Regions from separate parts of the Gossypium hirsutum genome. Here region 2 is linked to region 1. A link is a contact called in public Hi-C data. All regions are on one chromosome and are shown on one strand. Each heading gives the region's core, a stretch centred on a gene start, on an enhancer-like site or on the middle of the called end of the contact. The rest is flanking DNA. Distances are from core to core; before and after follow the strand shown.

What was found. Hi-C and Micro-C count contacts between places; a contact is called where the count stands out from the background.
Region 2: a contact with region 1 is called in a Hi-C map of leaf, with 2.8 times the contacts expected there. The contact joins the promoter of LOC107901004 here to the enhancer-like site in region 1. A contact is called at or near these places in 7 of 34 Hi-C or Micro-C datasets (hypocotyl, leaf, petal and 1 more).

What each region holds. Positions count from the first base shown.
Region 1 is chrD06:16,421,857-16,427,825 of Gossypium_hirsutum_v2.1, reverse strand. No RefSeq gene overlaps it. Among protein-coding and RNA genes, the nearest start is that of LOC121219016, 21 kb to the left of the region's middle. Within about 2 kb of position 2,140, at least 4 of the 9 cell types and tissues checked have an H3K27ac peak or open chromatin away from gene starts, as enhancers often do. A contact at or near this core is called in hypocotyl and leaf, where this site is marked.
Region 2 is chrD06:16,537,891-16,543,859 of Gossypium_hirsutum_v2.1, reverse strand. It overlaps LOC107901004, which reads left to right and starts at 3,162. Exons shown (of 2, transcript XM_016826819.2): 1 at 3,162-4,439; 2 at 4,834-4,955. The coding sequence starts at 3,349. The coding sequence ends at 4,888.

The sequences.
Region 1 (5,969 bases), core at 891-3,390:
CATTGTTTCCTCCTTTTCTTTTTCTTCTTCTACTTGTTCCTACTTTTGAAATTTAAAATTTAAAATTCAATTAATAATAATATTAATTGACTTCTTCTAAATTTGAACCTACTTTATCAATTAAAATTAATTTTTTAAATCAATATTAAAATGTAACATATTCAAAATTAACGAAAATTCATAAATAATGTTACCAAATAGATTTTTATAATTTTAAAATGAAAAAAAAAGATCAAAATGACTAAATTGGTGAAAATAAAAGCATCAAACCTAGTTTTTAAATCAACCCTGTAGAAGATTTTGATATTTTAAATTAATTTTTAATATTTTTATCTTAACTATTTTTAAAATAAAATATAAACATTTAATTAAATTAGTCAACGTAATTAATAATTTTAAAATATATTTATATGCATGTAATACGTAAATAATATATAAATATTTTTAAAATATAGATAAATTAATACCAAAATAAAAACGGTAGTGAGTTGGAAATTATTTAAACCTTAATTAAGAAATAAAATAGAAAGAAGATAGAAGAAAAAGAGGGGAGGGGTGAGAAATTGAAGCATGTGGCAGTTGTCAAAACTGCAGTTTCCCAGCACCACACTGGCTCAATGCGGTGCGTGCATCACGTCACATTTTATTAAATCCTAACTTCTTTGGGGACACACACGCTTCATTATTCATTATTATCAAAAGGAAGACCTCAACTCATATACATAAGCAACAAAAGACTTCTTCGGTAAAAAACAAAATATAACTTTCCTTAATTTGAATTTCCACAACTTAATTACTCAAATCAAATATATATAAAAATTCTTTCTTGGTTTTCTTCCCCTGATTAGAGTTATTAATTAAATCAAATATTAATTTTTTTGAAAAATATGAAATTGGTAAGTTTGGTGATAGAGGGAGTGCCTACTCCCCTCACCAACATCAAATCTTTAAAGACACAATTTCCATATTTAAGGTATTAACAATTTATTGGACTATATTAATTATATGGTTGGTATTTAGCCATTATAAAAAAAATTATATTACTTCGAGAATTTTATATTGGTTGGATTGATATTAAATTACGCAAGATAATTTGTTGGATCATGATTTTAGTTGTCAAGAGTCTATATTTACAGTGTTTGATATTATTATAATGTATTAAACTTATTTTGTTGTTGCTTTAGTGGGATCGATATAGATATCTTCATATGTAAGCAAGTCTTGAAATTAAGTCTACATATTTGAGAGTCTTGAATAGGTGATTGTACTAAGAGTTAAGCACTTAATATGTTCTTTTCATAATATTATTGTGTGAGTACAATTTGATAGTAAAATCTTGTGTTATGATTTTACTTGTTGAATTCAAAAATGATGAATTTAGTGGTGAGAGTATTATATCTTCAAAGTACAACAATAAAGAAAATTATCACGATATGTTCACTTTTATATTTGTTGAAGTGAGTACATACTTTTGATTAAGCACTCCGCATAAGTAGAAAAACATTTTATGGGGTGGTTGAAGAAGTGCCACCACTTCAATTTAAGGTCTTTAAAATCTAATACTTTAGTAAACTTGAAGCCTTTTAAAAAAGTAAAGCTCCACTTCCACGACTAGTAATATTTAGCCTAGTTAATTAATTATAAGGTTATGATATTTAGATATAGCATGTATAATATTATTAGGGTCATGCATGGTTTTGGACTGAGCTTTACGTCATACGCGGAGATTTTCCAGTCTTCTGAAGGTTTCCACCATTTTTACTAATTTAAAAGAAAAAAAAGGTTTATTTACAATGTCAAATACTTTATTATTAATTGAAAAAAGAAAAGAGAAAACCCACAGTATTTAATTGTTTGGTAAAAAATAAAATTTTGTACATACGCAGTAGTCATGGAGAAGATGGAAAAAGGGCAGTAAATAATGGTTGTTGAGGATTGTGGATTTTTTTTTTTTTTTTTTGACGAGACAAGCCCTTGCCTCTTTTCATAAAGAATGATTTTATTTCATAATTCATAAGACGACAGAACAAACTCCCAAACAGGAAGAAGACAGCAGAGAAAGAAAGCCATCAAAGTGCCCTGAAAAGCAAGACAGCAAGGGCGGATCCTTATGGGCCTAGCCTCAAAAATATGGGAAATTTTGAAAGTTTTAATAAATTTTAGTTAGGCGTCAAAAATCCTTATGGGCCTAGGATCCATCACTGCAAGAAAGCATCCTCGAGATCAAAATAACATTTGATCCAAGAATTATGTTCTGAGGTCTAGTAAAATTTTTTTTAAAATTAGGAGTTAAATGAGATTTTTTTTAAAAAAAATTTTGAGGTCTAATTAACCTTTTTATAAAATTAATAAAAATTTTCAAAAATTTAAGGAGGCTTAACTAAAATTTCCTAGAACTTTGAAAGGAAAGTTTCATTATTGATTACCAAACATGTTTTTCAATTTCCAAAAGTACAAAAAATAAAATTAAAATTATTTTTAAAAATGAAAATAGAAAATATTTTCAAGAATCAAATCCAGCCTAATGCTCTTATATAATTTTATAAACAAACATTACTAGTTTTTGGTCCATGTGATGCATGGGTTTGAATTTTTATATTAACATTATTGATATTAATTCATTTTTTGGTATATAATTTTTATTTAAAATTTGTAACTTTCATAATCTGATCTAGACGTTAAGTCCGAATTCAGAAGATTACATTGGCCACCAAAATTATCAGTAAGTTAACGGAGTTTATAAAACAGACATTTTAAGCATTTGTTTATTTTAGAGGAAAACTTAGTTAATTTCCATTTTATTTATTACTCAAATTTTATTTATAATCTAGTAGCGGAAAAGTGATATTCAACTTAGTTTTAATTAAGTAAAATTAGAATTATTTTATGCATAATTAATTTAAAATTCATGTTTCAATATCCTAAATTTGAATTAAATATCATGCATACTAAATAAACTCAAAATCATAGTCCCATGCCACAATTCAAATAAAGCGATACAATTCCAAAATAACAGAAATTTTAAGTAGTAAATCTAAAATACTTTTTAATAAAAAAGATCAATTCGAGCCGAGCCTTTCGTATGCGGAGTCCATGTCATAACCTGGTGGGTTATCTGTAAATATAGAAATAATGGGGGAGTGAGCTTAAGAAGCTCAATGTGAGTTCAATCATAAGAAAACCAATGCAAGCGGTAGACAAATCATACAAAATTGTGACAGCCCTAATGTGACCCTAGTCGGGAAGTGGTTTCGGGACCACAAAACCGAGTTATAAAAATAATTAATTGCTATATTCTATGTTTATTATGTGTGTGTACATGCATATGTGGAAGTTTCATTCCCTAATTTTGCCAATTGCATGAGGAATTATTAAATAGGGATCAACATGAGACATGGTGAAATATGATAGGCTAATTTTAAAGGGCTTATTAGTGCATGTCAAAACAAGGGTGGACTTGCATGTCAAATTGCCCAATTCCCTTATAGTGGCCGGCCAAGATGGATTGATGATGGGCAATATATTTGTTGAATTTGATATTATAATAAGAAATTGGGTTATTGGAGTATAATAAATAAAAGAAAGAATAAAAGAAAAAAAGAAAGGTAATGAAAACAAAGCTTGTATCCTTGGTTCTTCTTGGCCGATTGTAAAGAGGAAGATAGGAGGGAAACATTCGGTCACTTGAAGCTTGAGAAGGTTAGTAAAAATTTTGCTAGTTTTTGAAATTTTAAGTTTAGTTTAAGTCAATTAGCTAGTTCCATATTAGCCCATTTGAAAACTTGGAATTTTAGATGTTGGTTTGAGCTTTCGGTTGTGGTTGTCAAGGGAGGAAATGAGATTTTGTTTGTCTTCAACAATTGATTGGTATATAAGTGTTAAATGTGAGAAAATTTCGTTTGAGTAATTGTAATAAATAATTAGAGGCTTAATTATCAAAAGGTTTCGGTTTTGATATTATTTTTATAAGCATAATTAGTTCAATTTGATAATAAGGTATGAGGTGATAAGTAAAATTTTCATGGTGGTTTAGGTTTAATGACATTCGGCTATGGTATTTGACAATGGTAAATTTTGTTGTTTCATGGTAAATTTAGATGAGCAAAGATAGATGAGTGTTTGAGCTATACAAATAATCATATGTGAGCAATGGGTGCTAAAGGGAAAGGAATCGACTACCTTATTATGTACCAAGGCCGAATGTGTACTTGAATTAGGAAGTTATTGAGTAATGTTTGTACCTTAAGTGATAGAATAGAGTGAATGCTTGGAATGTGATATGTGTGAATTATATGTTAAATTAAGGTTTGCTAAGCTAGCTATTAAGGTGAAATGCAAATGTTAGTATTTGATTTGGTAATAATCTGCTTGGGGACAGCAGCAGTAAGGTGATTTTGGAAAATCGCCATAATTTGTAGGAGTTGAATTAGAAGCTGAGTAAATTATGTCATTAAAGCTTGAAGAGTCTATTTTTTTACAAAGGAAACTATAAAAACTAAAGAGTTACCGATCTTGAGATATTTGAAGTATTGTGGGGCTGAGTCAAAATGACTACTAGATTCCCTGTTCTGTTTTTAGGAAATCATTATAAATTATACAAAAATGATTATAAGATAAAATTTATATGCTTAAACTCCTTAATGAGTCTAGTTTCAAATGAAATCAAATACAACACATTTTGAATTCTGTAAAATGAGAAATTTGATTCGAAGTGCAGAGTGGTCAGATTAGTCAAACAGTGAAACAGGGGAAACTTTAAGAAAAATCTGGTATTGATTGGCCAAGCCTAAAATTCTGAAAATTTTATGGATGGAAGATATACGAGTCTATATTCAGGGAAAATTAACGGCAAGTGATTTGGAGTTTTGTAGCTCCAGTTATAAATAATTTAGTGACTGCTGCTCAGGGAAAACAGCTCGTAGTGAATATGTGATTTTGTTGTAAACATTAATGAAAATTTGCTAATGAATTATTTATTGATTTTTATAAAGCTTACTATAATCTATGTGTGTGAAAGTCGAATCAATATATATATTATTCTGAAAGTAATACTTGAATAGTCGATTAATGACTATTTTAAAATTTGTTGAACTTAAGCTCAAGAGCAAAGGGGAACTAAATCCGATAAAGGGAAGGAAAAAGTAATTGAATAGCCATTGAAGTCGTTCGACAACATCCGAGGTAAGTCTTCGAGTAATGACCCTACTTGAATTATATTGAAATGATTAGTCATACTATGATGGATAGCTGAATGTGCATAGAGACTATGTTATAAAGCCAAATGAAATCATGCTCTTTGTGTGTGGCTATTGAGCCGAAATTGGAAAGGTTTAATAAATGTTTTGTGTTTGAGCCTTAGTAACGAAAATAAGATATGGATGTGTTATGATTATTGATATATGTGTGCATGAGCATTTGAATACATCCGGGCTAAGACCCGAAGGCATTTGTGCAAGTTGATATATCCGGGCTAAGACCCGAAGGCATTTGTGCGAGTTGACATATATCCGGGCTAAGACCCGCAGGCATTTGTGCAAGTTGATATATCCGGGCTAAGACCCGAAGGCATTTGTGCGAGTTGACATATATCCGGGCTAAGACCCGCAGGCATTTGTGCGAGTTGATATATCCGGGCTAAGACTCGAAGGCAGTTGTGCGAGTTGACATATATCCGGGCTAAGACCCGCAGGCATTTGTGCGAGTTGATATATCCGGGCTAAGACCCGAAGGCATTTGTGCAAGTTGATATATCCGGGCTAAGACCCGAAGGCATTCGTGCGAGTTGCTATACCCGGGTTAAGACCCGAAGGCAATTGTGCTTGTGGTAATATCCGGCTAAATTCCGAAGAAACTTGGGTATGAATGTGAGCGTTTTGTGCTGTAATAAATTCAATTAATACGCTCAACAAACCCAAACGATAAGGTATGTTTGCATGTGCTTCGGAAAAGTCGATTCGTTTTAAGTAGTA
Region 2 (5,969 bases), core at 1,913-4,412, 120 kb before region 1:
GTTCTCGTGATTTATAACATAGTTGTCTAGGATTCTCTAAAATGATTTATGATGTTTCATTATCAATATAAGTCATGATATTTAGGTTGATCTGAGTTACGATCTGATTGGTATTCTAATTGTTACCAGAATCAATATAAGAATCCACCAAATGAAAGATCAGTTGGTAAAAGTATCCGCTTAAAAGAATATTTGTGAGAACACCATTCTGGGTAAAGTATTATATGTCCATTTGAGTGAGAATTTTCCGAAGGAGGTTCTATTTGGATATTCTTCTGAAAAGTACATTTGTTTTCCAAGTAAGGAAATAAGGTTTGTATTTAGTGTTAAAGACTAGAATCAGTTCAAAGAGTGACTTGTGAAAAGATTAATCAAGCATGGGAATTGATGAATATGTATGCGCCGTTATGGGAAAGTACCCGCCATAGATAGAGATGAAACCTAAAGCCTCCAAGGTGAAGAATTCAATTAGAAATGCTTCAAAGTAATCTAGAGTTAAAGCTCACTAAGCTCATTTGAACTTACAGGAGTTTGTACTTGTTTCAAGTTACGTTGTAAGAATGGGTATGTTAGGAGGGACCAAGCCAGGAATGCGCCAAAGTAGTAGTAAGATGGGATATTACACATACAGAGAACATCTTAGGAGTGTGGCATATAGTTCTCTACGCCATAAAGAGTCTGTTTTTAATAAAAAATTATGTTGTAGCGTTGTACACTGTTTAATACCTTAATGTAATTATATGATATTCTCTTTTACATTATAGAACAATACAAAAGTAATATGAAGTATGTTTAGATATAGTTTACGCCTGTTGTATAAATTTTCCATTAAGTGTTTTGAGTTGTAACATCCAATATCTAGATCCAGTGATTCGGGTCGGGTCGAGGGCGTTACAAAATGTGTCAATGACCACAAGTTTTTCAAATCCCTCATATCCATATTCGTAGGTGTTTATCTAAAGGCTAGAAGGCTCATAGGTGTTTTCAAAACCATTTAGTATGCATGAATATGACTTAGGAATTGGCAACCAAGTTGTTCAAGGCTACAAATAGATCTTTTAGGAAGAGACAAATACCAATTCTTAGTGTTTCTCCTCAAAGTAGTGGGAAAGGCTTTGCACTTAAAAGTGTCAAAGGCTCTTAGGATATTTGTGTACTCATTATTTTGCATTAAGTGCTCGCCTAAGTCTTTGTCCCTTTAATAAAATTCTTTGAGGAATATGAAAGTTTGCAACAAGTTAACTATTGTGTTCTCAAGTACAATGGGGTTATTACAACAAGATAGTCACTCCATGTCCTTCGTTAACTTTAAAACCTATTCTGGTAAGTATTCTAAGTGTGAGTTATGACCTTGACCTTGAGCATTAAGAGAGGAAACAACCTTATCATGTTGGGTTTGGAACTAAGAGGGGGATTATGACTTGCTCTTAACTCTTTTATTATTTTAGTATTTTGCTAGAGTTGTTCTTGGTATTGCTGACATTATTGTTCATACCTCAACTATTGTAGTGTTATTTGGTCTCTTAAAGCCCTATTTGTTCTTGCAGTTTTTGAAATTATTGAGAGTAAGAGCTAGGGTTGGAATTAAGTTTTTATGATGTTTGTTCATTAGATGTTGCCATCGGGCATAAGTTTGGTGAAGGAGGAGCAATGTGGTACCTAGGTTGTGGATGATACTAGCTTTCATAAATGTCGTTATAGGGGTTTTAAGGATGTGTTGAGTGAGGATTGTATGTTTGGCCAACAAGCTAGGTGGTAGGATTGATGGGTACAATGGGTTTTCCGAGGATGGTTCCCTCATGATGAACTATATTGTCCATACTCACCACATCAATTGTTGATGATTAAAAAAAGGTAAATAGAAAGGATGGCGGTTCACACAATGGAGAAGTATTGAGAGCCATTGGAAGAGGATAATAAAAGAGTATATAGCATTGGGTGGATGATTGAAGAAGAGGACCTCTAAAATGGATATTTATAGGCGAAGGTGATCATCCTTTGGCTTTAGATCTTGACACGTGGATTGTGCTAGTATTGTTGTAGTTGGCTACTTAGGGAGTATAATAGACGCTAACGAAATTGAAATACCCCACGTGTGTTTCATGCAAAGGAAACTAAACACATATCCTTCACGAGGTGGACCAAAAACATGTAATGTGCCGATCGTGGATACACGTGCGAGGGACAGTTGTTGTGCATAAACGATGTTGGGACCAGACGAAGTAAAGGTGACGAGGTATTTATTACAAATTCATGTGTAAATTCTACACAAATATAAAATAAACATAATATCTATTATTGACAGCAGTAACAATATCTCTTACTCCATGTTTTATTTTCACTATTATTGGTGCCAGAAAGGTTGAATAAAAACCACAGAAGCCATATCTTAGACGCTGCTAGCCACCTGCAATTGGAGTAAAAGTATTGATGATGGAGACGATGGTATGGAAAATTCTTGTCTTTTAACTTTCTGAACAACGTCTTCAGAAAGGGTCTAAAAATCTTGTCCATCTCTTTGTTTTTAAACAGCAAAATATTGGAAATTTTCTCCTATTTTCCAAAATATAAAAAAGGCTACATTACAACAGTAATGGAGATTCCCTTGTCAGTCATCTCTTTTAGTTGTAGTATTAAGACTTTTGGAAGTGTAGGTTCTTCACAGGCATAGCCTGGTCCCATCGTACTTTCAGACAAGATACCAGAATAACCCTTGCTTTTGCCCTAAAATTCCCTCACGTACATAAATCACCGGTTAAAATGAAGAAATTACATGCTAAAATATCAATCCAATTTACCCAAGAGAAGAAGAGACCATTTGCTGAATCCTGCCTAGTAATTCAGAAGCTGTCCCCTTTGAAATAATGAGGATCAACAGCAACCAAATCCTTCAATGAAATAAAATATATTTAAGCTTCATCATCGCATTTCTGTTTCTTTTGTCTTTTTTTAGACACATGCAAGAAAGATAAAAGCATATGAAACCCCAGTCTATTATTAAGTGGGACTGCGGGATTGATCTTCCCAGGCATGAATGAAATGTAAATGTAGTTGAAAGAGGAGGGCAGTTTAGTAAAGGAAAGTAGTAAGCCTAAAACAAACATGTAAATAAAGGGTAACAAGTGTTGATTGCCAAAACAAGGAAAAATCCAAAACAATTTACAAACCCTAGGTCAGCTTGTATTTATAACACCCCCTCCCTTTGTGAAACTTCAGTCTCCTGCACCTCTCTCTGCATTTCTGTACATTGCATTTTAGTTTTTTTGAGGAAAAAATAACACCCCCATGATCCTTCAAACCAGCTTTCTCTTTCTACGGTACTAAGTTGGAAAAAAATAAAAGTTAGATATGAAGGGTCGATGTTCCAAGCAAGAAGCAAAAGAAGGAATGGAAATTGATAGAATTAGAAACAGTCACAAAGATGAGCCTCCTCAGCTCTCTGGTGCTTACATTCGGAGCCTGGTTAAACAACTCACCACTTCCAGAAGTGCCAAAGACCCTGATTACGTTAATGGCCAAAATTTGAGCAAATTTGGTGAGGGTTTTAGTGCTACACCACAGACACAGAGCCAGGTGCAACCACACGCACCACCTAAACAACTTAAGAAACAGGTTCGGAGGAGATTTCATACCCGCAGGCCTTACCAACAAAGGCTGCTTAACATGGCTGAAGCTAGGAGAGAAATTGTCACTGCACTCAAGTTCCATAGAGCTGCCATGAAACAAGCCAATGAACAGCAACAAGAAGAGCAATCATCACGGTCACTCCAGCCTTCTCCTTCATTCCCACCACCTTTTGAGCAAGAACCAAAGACAAACAACTTGTCTACCTATAATATAGACTATTTTTCCCATTCCTATAGTTGGCCTCCTTCTTCTCCAAGTCCTTTTACATCTACTGCACACACTTTGAATCTACCAGACCAAACCCTAGGTCTAAACCTTAACTTTCACGATTTCAACAACATAGACTCCAACCTTTACCATAACAGAAATAACCCATCAATCTACTCATCTTCATCATCCTCATCTTCCCCAACTCTATCAGTTGTAACTGAAGATGTGCCTTCAGTTGCAGTGTCACATGAAGTGGGGCCTGGGACTATGGCCGATTCAACAGCATCCTACGGTGGGGGAGACCTGCATCAAGCTATGGACGATGAGGGAATGGCTGAGATGAGATCATTAGGAGAGCAGCATCAAATGGAGTGGAATGACACCGTGAATTTGGTAACATCAGCATGGTGGTTCAAGTTCTTGAAGAGTATGGAAGATGGGAACGAAGTGAAAGGTGAGGATGATGGGTACCACAAACCATTTGATCAAGTCATGGAACTCCCTGCCTGGTTGAATGCAAATGACTGTGGCTTGCAGCACCACCATTTCAATAATCTTTTCCCAGATTCTTACTTCCAGGATTCTGATTCTGCCTTACCTTGGTAAGTATCCAGATTTTCAAAAAAATAAAACAAGTGTTTAGAATGTATAAATTACGAATTTTTCACCGTGCTCATTCATACATTGGAAATTTAGAAATTCTCTCAAATTGGATCTAATTGAGCGGTCAAATTTTGCCAAAATGCAGTAATTTGCCTCATTCTTACCAAGAAAAGAGTCAAATTTGCCTCGTTTTCTGTAAAACATAATAAAGTTGCACCCAATGGATGCCGTGCCTTCATCCTTACAAAAGCTTCCGGCTGTAAGAGCCCAAAAAGGCCCATTAAAGCTTAACACATGGGCTTTTCTTAAGAAATTGAGTGAAATACATCAGTCCTTGAGAGTTTTTTTTTTTTTTAATTTTGTTTGATTGATATGTATTGTTGTGATTCACAGCATGGATATTGGAGAAATTGATGGAATTGATGGGGATTGGCATTGGCTGGCTTAATTCACAAGGATTGTTTACGTTTTTAATTAATCAATATCATCTCACCTCCCTTTTGTTTTTTTTTTTATTTTGATTAAGTCCCTTTCTCCCATACTTTTTCTTTTTCTTTTTACCTATAGTACTTTTAGAGATATCTCAATCTAAAAAAGAAAAAAATATGAGAAAGGTGGCAAGTGGCAAAGCCATTGAAGAAAATAGCATAAAATGTCGGTATCAAGTATCAAGAGAGGAGTTTGCTTTTTGCCTCTACCATTAATGCACTAAATTTTCCAACACCAACAATTTTCTTTGTATTTTTCTCATCTTGTCTTCTTCTAGTTTTCCAGCTCACCTGCATGCGATTTCTCTATGGAAAATTATTATTTGGTTATTTATAAATGATATTATATGTAATTTCGGTTATTGATTAAATTTATACCTATTAATTGCAATAAAATATTAAAGATTACATACGGTAACTTTAAGTCACTTGTTTCCTCGGTTTATAGTGAAAATGGCATAAATGTGATGCTTTATTCAAGAGTTAGAATATCGGATTGAGTCCAAAATTTTGCACCAAATTTGAGATGTTTTCGACAAAATTATCAAATCTGATATGATTTTTTTTTTAACATGGAAGATTCAAAGTTTGAGTTCAACTCAAGCGTACTCGTTGCAATAATTTATATAGTATAAAATTAATAATACATAAAATTAAATTAATAATATATTATTAAGTAAATACTACAAAATTATGCTAACTTACTTATATTTAAAATTTTAATAAATGAAAATATATAAAATTATTAAATATTAAATTAAAATTAGTATAAATATTTTTAAAAAGTTAAAAATAATATAAGTTTACCTAAAATGGACTTGAGTTAGTAATTTACAAATATAGATAAATTTGGTAAAACTTTTAGGCCTATATTTCAAATTGGGCTAGGTTTGAGTAAACACAAAATGTGTTACCCTAACCCACAAACACCTCTAGTAAAACATGGACTTATTCAATGGTGCATTTACCCATCCAAGCTCTAAGGTTTATTCAAAATTTAGGATAGTTTGGATAAAAATATTAAGTCTAAAAAAAGAATTT